Linked DNA regions of Mus musculus: region 2 is linked to region 1. Evidence: chromatin contacts called from public Hi-C data. All regions are on one chromosome and are shown on one strand. The core of a region is the stretch at or near the end of the contact, and the rest is flanking DNA. Distances in the headings are between cores, read along the strand shown. Region 1 has its middle 31 kb from the start of Mup20. Region 2 has its middle 23 kb from the start of Mup21.

What was found. Hi-C and Micro-C count contacts between places; a contact is called where the count stands out from the background.
Region 2: a contact with region 1 is called in a Hi-C map of liver, with 4 times the contacts expected there. The contact joins two enhancer-like sites. A contact is called at or near these places in 1 of 484 Hi-C or Micro-C datasets (liver), 1 of 115 datasets of contacts at active chromatin or transcription factors (embryonic stem cells) and 1 of 9 other capture datasets (embryonic stem cells).

Annotation. Positions count from the first base shown.
Region 1 is chr4:62,020,943-62,025,096 of GRCm38.p6, reverse strand. It overlaps a transcript of Mup20 not described here. Among named protein-coding and RNA genes, the nearest start is that of Mup20, 31 kb to the left of the region's middle. Within about 2 kb of position 1,781, at least 8 of the 459 cell types and tissues checked have an H3K27ac peak or open chromatin away from gene starts, as enhancers often do. A contact at or near this core is called in liver, where this site is marked.
Region 2 is chr4:62,172,211-62,176,364 of GRCm38.p6, reverse strand. No RefSeq gene overlaps it. Among named protein-coding and RNA genes, the nearest start is that of Mup21, 23 kb to the right of the region's middle. Within about 2 kb of position 1,699, at least 2 of the 459 cell types and tissues checked have an H3K27ac peak or open chromatin away from gene starts, as enhancers often do. A contact at or near this core is called in liver, where this site is marked.

The DNA of each region.
Region 1 (4,154 bases), core at 532-3,031:
AACGGTCTTGCTGCAAACTGCAAGAGGACTTTTATTCAAGAGCTCTTGGGCCCATGGTCATATACCACACAGGGGTAGAGGACCATGGCGCCCCGAGTAGCTGGGTAAGGGGGTATTTAAAGGAAGAAACCACAACTCAAGGAAGTGGGGAGGGTGTTGTTGGAAAATACCAAAGATACCAGTTAAGAGTCCCAAGTAAGTGCAAAGTCACAAGAGTCACAAGGAATACCTGGTAATTGTTCTGGTTATCTCTCAAGACAGTTTCTAAGAGCCCTTAACAATAGCACATTTGCATAGTGGGTTCCGGAAATGGTAAGAGTGACTTTCTTTGAATGAACACTCTTTGAACCCTGGAAGCAGGAGGGTGGAGGAATGTCTCTGTTTTATAATTAGCATACCTTTGAGTATTAAGTCACAGAGGTCACATTCCCAAGCCTGGGCCTAAAGGCCTAAAATTTTGTTTTTACATTATACTTTCAAAAGGAAAGATGTGATTGGATAGGAAGGATGGCAAGAGAAATAATGAGCAAAGACAAAGTTCTCTGATCAAGTATCAGTCTTTATTGTATGGCACTGAATACATATGGGAAAAACCACGGACCCATCCCTTTGTTTTGGCTGAGTTCTTTTGTTTGTTTAAGCTGGAATGAGCTGCAAAATAGGCTCTTCAGCAGCTCAGTGGTCTAATAGTTCTCAGTTCTCTGGCAGGAAGATGTAAATGTAGCAGAACCAGATGCCTGGCTCCAGTGTCATAGACTTGTTTATCCAGCTTAAAACTGGGGGCAGGGAGTGACAGTTCCTCCCTTTTTATTTATTAAAAATTACCTTGACTTGGGCATAAAATTTATTAATGTTTCATGTCCCTGTCTGGGAATTATGGTGGCTTGTGGCTGTGCCTGCTTACGTCTGAATGCCTATACTTCTTCTGACCCATCCTGGAGAACAAGTGCAGTTTGTTTGTGTTTAATTGCACAAGCATGGTCTTTTAGTGTTTATAACATACAAACATGGCCTTTTGTCACATGCCTCTGTCTTAGGTTGATAAGAGTCATAGAATCATCAGTGGCCCGTATTTGGCTACTGGAACGCATAACACACCTTTCTCCCATTCAGCCCAAAGCCACAATATGCGCTCAATGCATGTCTTCATAGTGATGAATAACTGCCATATCTGAGCTTTGCTAAAGGTGAAACTGTTTAGAAGTAACCAACCTGCTTAAAATACAAAGTGAAAAGTTAAAAAGAAAAGCATTAAAGTCCTCTGTGGGGATGTCCCATACACTCAATTCAATTGCAAATTAGCAAAGATCAGTCCCAGGGCCTGGCCTTCTAGTGTGGGGGAGGTGGCTTTGAGAATCAACAGAAAAAACTGTTACTTCTCAGGTCAATAGTGGTAAGAGTTAGATAAGCTGGCTGATAAAGATTTTTTAGCTGTCTTCGTAATTGGAATATCCAACATTGGATTTATTTCTAGATCAGTCAGTCCATCATTGAGTCAGAATAACTGGTCACATTAAAGGAAAGAGAAGAGTAATTATAACTCCTCATTTTGATTAATTTTTCTAAGTCAGTTTCGACAGTATCTATGTTCTCTGTCCCACAAGGTATCAAAGCTTGAAGAAAGGCAGCTTAGCATCTCATATCTGGGACATAGGCAAGCAATGGTAGGTCAAGAACATACACTCAATACAGCTTTCCTGTCACCACTGTCAGGGCACTCAGCAAGCTCACAGCTCAGCATTATTCTTTTGTGTCGTCATATCACACCAATCACTCTGGCAGCAAGCATGACCCTGAAACACTCTGCAGAAAAAACACAAACATGCCCTCTTGCCCATCTAAATACCTGATCAGGATCATGCCATATACCAATAAGTAGATCTTTCCATCTCACCTAGGCATGAGTATTCCTAGCTGTAGGATGCTATTGACACGCAGCAAAGAGTTCCTTGGCATCCAAAATTTTAAATTTTAAAAATAAAATGCATGATTTAAATAATGTGCACCAGGATATAATCCTGCTTTTTTGTTTTTTAAGAAGATATTGTTTTAAAGTCCAACAATGCCTTGTCCTTGAGAATTATATAAAATCCCAGTAACAAGGGTAACATTAAATTTTTAACAAAACATCTCAAATGGTTGACTGTAATAGCCCGTCCCATTTTCTGTTTGATCTGATTTGGAACACAAAGCATAAAAAAAGTTAATGTAGGCAATTTCTAATTACAGTTTTAGTTCCTTTTCTTGTTAAAGCAATTACAACTAGAAAGCCTGAAAATGTGTCAATAGTCACATATACATATTTTATGTTTCTAAGATCAGAAATATGAGTGTCCCTTTGCAATAATTGATTAAGTACAAGTCCTCGAGATTTTAACACCATTCATTGGAACAGATAGAAATTGAGGTCTCTGAGAACAAGTCTTTATAATTTGACATGAACATTCTCTAAAAAAAACCAAATTATTATCTCAAGCCATTACTATTTTGATGATGTAAAAAATGAGATTATATGACCAATTGTTCTTGTTTAAGGCCTATAATTTTCCTAAGATACAAATCTGCTGTGCCATTGCCTTAAGGGGTCTTGTCCGGGCAGTACAGGATGAGTTCTTAAAGGTCCAGGGACACTCCTTTAAAGGAACAGTATTTTCTCTTAACTTGAGTTGTATGTGCATAAACAGTTGCAAAATTTGAGAAGTAGCAGTATCTAAGAAAGGAACAATTTCAGCAACTGTGAGCCAATGTGTGTGTGTGTGTGTATATATATATATATATATATATATATATATATATATATATATATATGCTATCCGTATAAAAATTAAAAGTTGGTTTTTCTTTTTCAACATTTCAAAACACTGGCTACAGCACAGAATTTAATTATCTGTGCTGAAGTAGGAAGAAACTCAAAAGAATATACATGTGATCCAATCACATATACTTCTCTCCTATAGAAGAGCTGTTTATAAATACAGTAGATGTACTCTTTATAGGATGCAAACATCAATTTTCAAGAAATAAAAAGCATGCATAGAAGCAAATTTTAACTTATCTTTGTATAATGATTATAAACTTACCTAAAAGTTTACTATGCAATAGGCCAAATATCAATATTCCTCAAAAACCTATTTAATTTCTGTTTGAAACAAGGAATAGGTTTCTTGTCTGGTTTTTAAGACTTTTTTTCTAAACTCCCTTCATGATTCTATCCTACATTATTTTTTATTAACACCATGACAGCTTCATAAAAGGATGTTAAAACTATACTTGGAGATGAAGAAAGATGATTTCACATAAATACTTCCTTTACCAAAGAATTGCTGTTGGCTCATTCAGTAACTAACTAAAATAAGCAGTTAACATTTGATTACCATTGATTAAAATTGATAACACTTGATTACAGAAGCTTCCTCTACTTTCTGAAAGGTTTTTGTTTCTCACCAGTAAATTTGCATATCCCTGGATAACATCTAACAAAGGCTTAGATCCTCCTGTGGTGAGATTAAGGTGAGGTTTTAGTCAATTGACATCTCCTGGAACCTTTAGAAAATAATTTGAAGTAAGCAAATCATGTTTTCTTTCTTGAATTTTCTGTACCACAATTTTTCTAGGATATAACTGAAGCCCCAAATATTGAAAAAGATATTGCTTTTTGAATCTTTTCTGGAGCAACAATTACTCCAAAAATCTTCAAGCTCATTGTGTAAGAGCAAAGGTTTATACTAAATTTCCCTTAAGAGGGAATAGGTAATAAAATAACATAATAAGCAATATACACTGAAAGATTTAAAGTCCTAGGTTCTTGTATTGAACCACAGACAAAAATTTTTATTATTGGGCTGGTGAGATGGCTCAGTGGGTAAGAGCACCCGACTGTTCTTCCAAAGGTCAGGAGTTCAAATCCCAGCAACCACATGGTGGCTCACAACCATCCATAACAGGATCTGACGCCCTCTTCTGGAGTGTCTGAAGACAGCTACAGTGTACTTACATATAATGAATAAATAAATCTTTAAAAAAAATTTTATTATTATTTTTAGTTTACATAATGTAAGGCTATTAGACATACCCAGAGTCAAAACTTTCCAATGATCACAAGCTCACTAGAAGCAAACCCTTTACAATTACAGGATGCAAAGGAAAACATAAAC
Region 2 (4,154 bases), core at 450-2,949, 150 kb before region 1:
TGAAGGAAGAAGAAAAGAAAGACAGAAGCCAGAAGTGCCTACATCACAAAAGTTCAAACAGCATCTTTATGTGTGTATCATAGGGCAACTCTCATGCATCCAGCATCTGCATCTATCAGTCAACAGTACATCAGATGCCTTCATACCCACTTGTATCTATGGATATAGAGATCAGATTTCCAAACAGTGGGCAGAGGCATAATTTTTTACTGTTTATCATGTAGAATTGGTTTTTGTTTGGTTAAGGTTTTTTGGGTTTTTTTTGTCTTTTTTTTTTTTTTTTTTTTTTTTTTTACCAGTATTAGTAACTTTCCTGGGTATTTATTTTTATTTTTGTTTTTGTTTCAACTTGACACAGGCTAGAGTTCTATGGAAAGAGGCACCCTTAAGTGAGAAAATGCCTGTATAAAACTGAATCAGGAGGGCCCAACTCCATATGGAAATACCACCCTGGGCAGGGGGTAATAAGTTATATATGAAGATAGGATCACAATCCACAGGGAATGAGTCAGGAAGCAACGTTCCCCTAAGGCCTCTGCTTTAGTTCCCCCCTCTGAGTTCTCACCCCCCTTCCTCCCTGCACTCCCAGCTTCCTTCATAATAGATTGTAAGCTAAAATAAACCCTTTCAGCCTCAAGTTGCTTTTGGTCATGATATTAATCATAATGTCTCTAACATTTATCTATATAAAGATACAGGAAATACCACTTTGGTTTTGGAAGTTCACATTTTCAAAACACCATGTAGTTTCTCTATCCATGTCTCTCTCATTCCAGATATCTTGAGAGAAGCTTACACGATCTCATGCCAGCACGTTCCAGTCACTTCCATCATGATCTACTAGCCTAGAGGTTCTCATCCTTCCCCATGCTATGATCCTCTAATACAGCTTCTTTATGATGTGGTGACCTCCAACCAAAAAATAATTTCCTCACTATTTCATAAAGGTCATTTTGAAGTTGTTATGAATTTCAGTGTAAATATCTGATATGGAGAATATAGGACATGTGACCTCCAGAGGGTCAAGACCCAAGAATTGATAATGCCCTGTGGGGTCACAACCTACATGTTGAGAACTGCTGATAGCACCTTCTTTCTTTCCTTGCCTTCCGATCGTCATTTGTTCTCTAAATGCAGCCAGATGAACTTTGAATGCACACCTCTGCCCATGTTCCTACTGTAGTTCCAAAATGTTTCAGTTCCTTCCCATTTACATGTAAACTGACCACTACCGAAGCTCCTATTGGACCCACATGAGCTGACACGGGGTGAGCTGTGCCCACTAAAAATATATACATTGGAAGCTTTAGAACCACAGTGCCTGATGGTGTGATTCGGTGTAATTATGGTAAGATGTGGTCATTAGGGTGAACCCTAAGATGATATGACCAGTGTCCTTAAAAGGAAAGACTAGGATATAGGCTGGATCAGAGGGGATACTTCCTGAAGACCCCAGAAGGCAGCTGCCTATGATTCAACCAATGAGAAAGATCTCAGAAGAAGCAAGCCCCATTGAACACCTTGCTCTCAGAGTTCTAGCTGCCGGAAATGAGAACGTTCAATTTTTGCTGTTGAAATCACCCATACTGCCTGATTTCATAAGGGCAACCCTGGGAAACTGACACAACCCCCTTTCTAGCCTCGACTCACTTTGTAACTCCTGTGGTCACTGTATTTGGTCAAGGTTTCCTTTGGCTCTCTGAACTATTTGTGCTCCTATTTGCCATGGACTTTGCTTATGTGTACACTCTCAACACCCTAGACAGCCCTTTGCCCACTTCCTATTGGACTGGTTAATTCTTTCCTATTTTAATAGATTATTTAATGTGTGTGAGTGTTTTTCTTATGCGTATGTCTGTTTACCACATGCATGCACTGCACACATAGGGTATCAGACCCTCTGGAACTAGAGTTATGGATTCCTGTGAGCCACCATGTCAGTTTTGGGAATTTAACCCAGGTCCTCTGAAAGAACAGGCAAGTGCTCGTAACCAGGAGTCATCTCTCCAGCCTCTCCCTCTCCCATGTCATCCTGCTTTCCCTCGTTCAAGTATTAGTGACTGAATGCTAACTCTGTGCTCCCAGGGTGATGACTTTCTGAGCAATTGTAGTGAGTACACATTGTTCTTGGCCTCAGATTACAGATTCCCCTGAATTAAATATCATTGTATTGCAATGTTCCTATGAGAGATACCTATTGGGGAGAGGACTCAAGACCTCTTAGGAAAAGACTATCTGTGTTCAATAGCAGATCGGAATGCCACACATCAAGAGTTAGTATAGCTTGGAGTCTTCCCCTTGAAGAAAAACTGCTTGGTTGTGAGGAGTGTGAAAAGCTTGCAGTCCCAGTTGTTAACTACTTTGGCAGACTCCCTGGTTTTTGAGATGAGATGCTGTTCTCTTTGGGGTGCATCTCCCCCATGAATGAACAAAACTGTGGCATAGCATTTCTGCCTAACACAGGATAACTTTCCTTTCTTGATTCTGCTGCTTACTGCTCTAGCTTCTCCATTGAGGGCCCTGTCTTCCATCTTATAGATGACTGTGAGTGTCCACATCTGTATTTGCCAGCATTGGCATAGCCTCATATGAGACAGCTATACCAGGGTCCGTTCAGCAAAATCTTGCTGGCATATGCAATAGTGTATGGGTTTGGTGGCTGATTATGGGATGGATCCCCGGGTGGGGTAGTCTCTGGATAGTCCATCCTATCGTCTTAGCTCCAAACTTTCTCTGTAACTCCTTTCATGAGTATTTTGTTCCCTATTCTAAGGAAGAATGAAGTATCCACCCATTGGTCTTCCCTCTTCTTTTTTTTTATTTATTACATATTTTCCTCAATTACATTTCCAATGCTATCCCAAAGTCCCCCATACCCTCCCCCCCAATTCCCTACCCACCCATTCTCATTTTTTTGGCCCTGGCATTCCCCTGTAGTGGGGCATATAAAGTTTATGTGTCCAATGGGCCTCTCTTTCCAGTGATGGCTGACTAGGCCATCTTTTGATACATATGTAGCTAGGGTCAAGAGCTCCGGGGTACTGGTTAGTTCATAATGTTATTCCATCTATAGGGTTGCAGGTCCCTTTACCTCCTTGGGTACTTTCTCTAGCTCCTCCATTGGGAGCCCTGTGATTCATCCAATAGCTGACTGTGAGCATCCACTTCTGTGTTTGCTAGGCCTTGGCATAGTCTTTCAAGAGACAGCTATATCTGGGTCCTTCCATGGGTGTTTTTTCCCAATTTTAAGAAGGGGCACAGTGTCCACACTTTGGTCTTCATTCTTCTAGAGTTTCATGCATTTGGCAAATTGTATCTTATATCTTGGGTATCCTAAGTTTTGGGCTAATGTCCACTTATCAGTGAGTACATATTGTGTGAGTTCCTTTGTGATTGGGTTACCTCACTCAGGATGATGCCCTCCAGGTCCATCCATTTGCCTAGGAATTTCATAAATTCATTCTTTTTAATAGCTGAGTAGTACTCCATTGTGTAAATGTACCACATTTTCTGTATCCATTCCTCTGTTGAGGGGCATCTGGCTTCTTTCCAGCTTCTGGCTATTATAAATAAGGCTGCTATGAACTTAGTGGAGCATGTGTCCTTCATACCGGTTGGGACATGTTTTGGATATATGCCCAGAAGAGGTATTGCTGGATCACCCGGTAGTACTATGTCCAATTTTCTAAGGGAACCGCCAGACTGATTTCCAGAGTGGTTGTACAAACTTGCAATCCCACCAACAATGGAGGAGTGTTCCTCTTTCTCCACATCCTCGCCAGCATCTGCTGTCACCTGAAATTTTGATCTTAGCCATTCTGACTGGTGTGAGGTGGAATCTCAGGGTTGTTTTGATTTGCTTTTCCCTGATGATTAAGGATGTTGAACATTTTTTTCAGGTGCTTCTCTGCCATTCGGTATTCCTCAGGTGAGAATTCTTTGTTCAATTCTGAGCCCCATTTTGTAATGGGGTTATTTGATTTTCTGGAGTCCACCCTCTTCAGTTCTTTATATATATTGGATATTAGTCCCCTATCTGATTTAGGATAGGTAAAGATCCTTTCCCAATCTCTTGGTGGTCTTTTTGTCTTAATGACAGTATCTTTTGCCTTGCAGAAGCTTTGCAGTTTCATGAGGTCCCATTTGTCAATTCT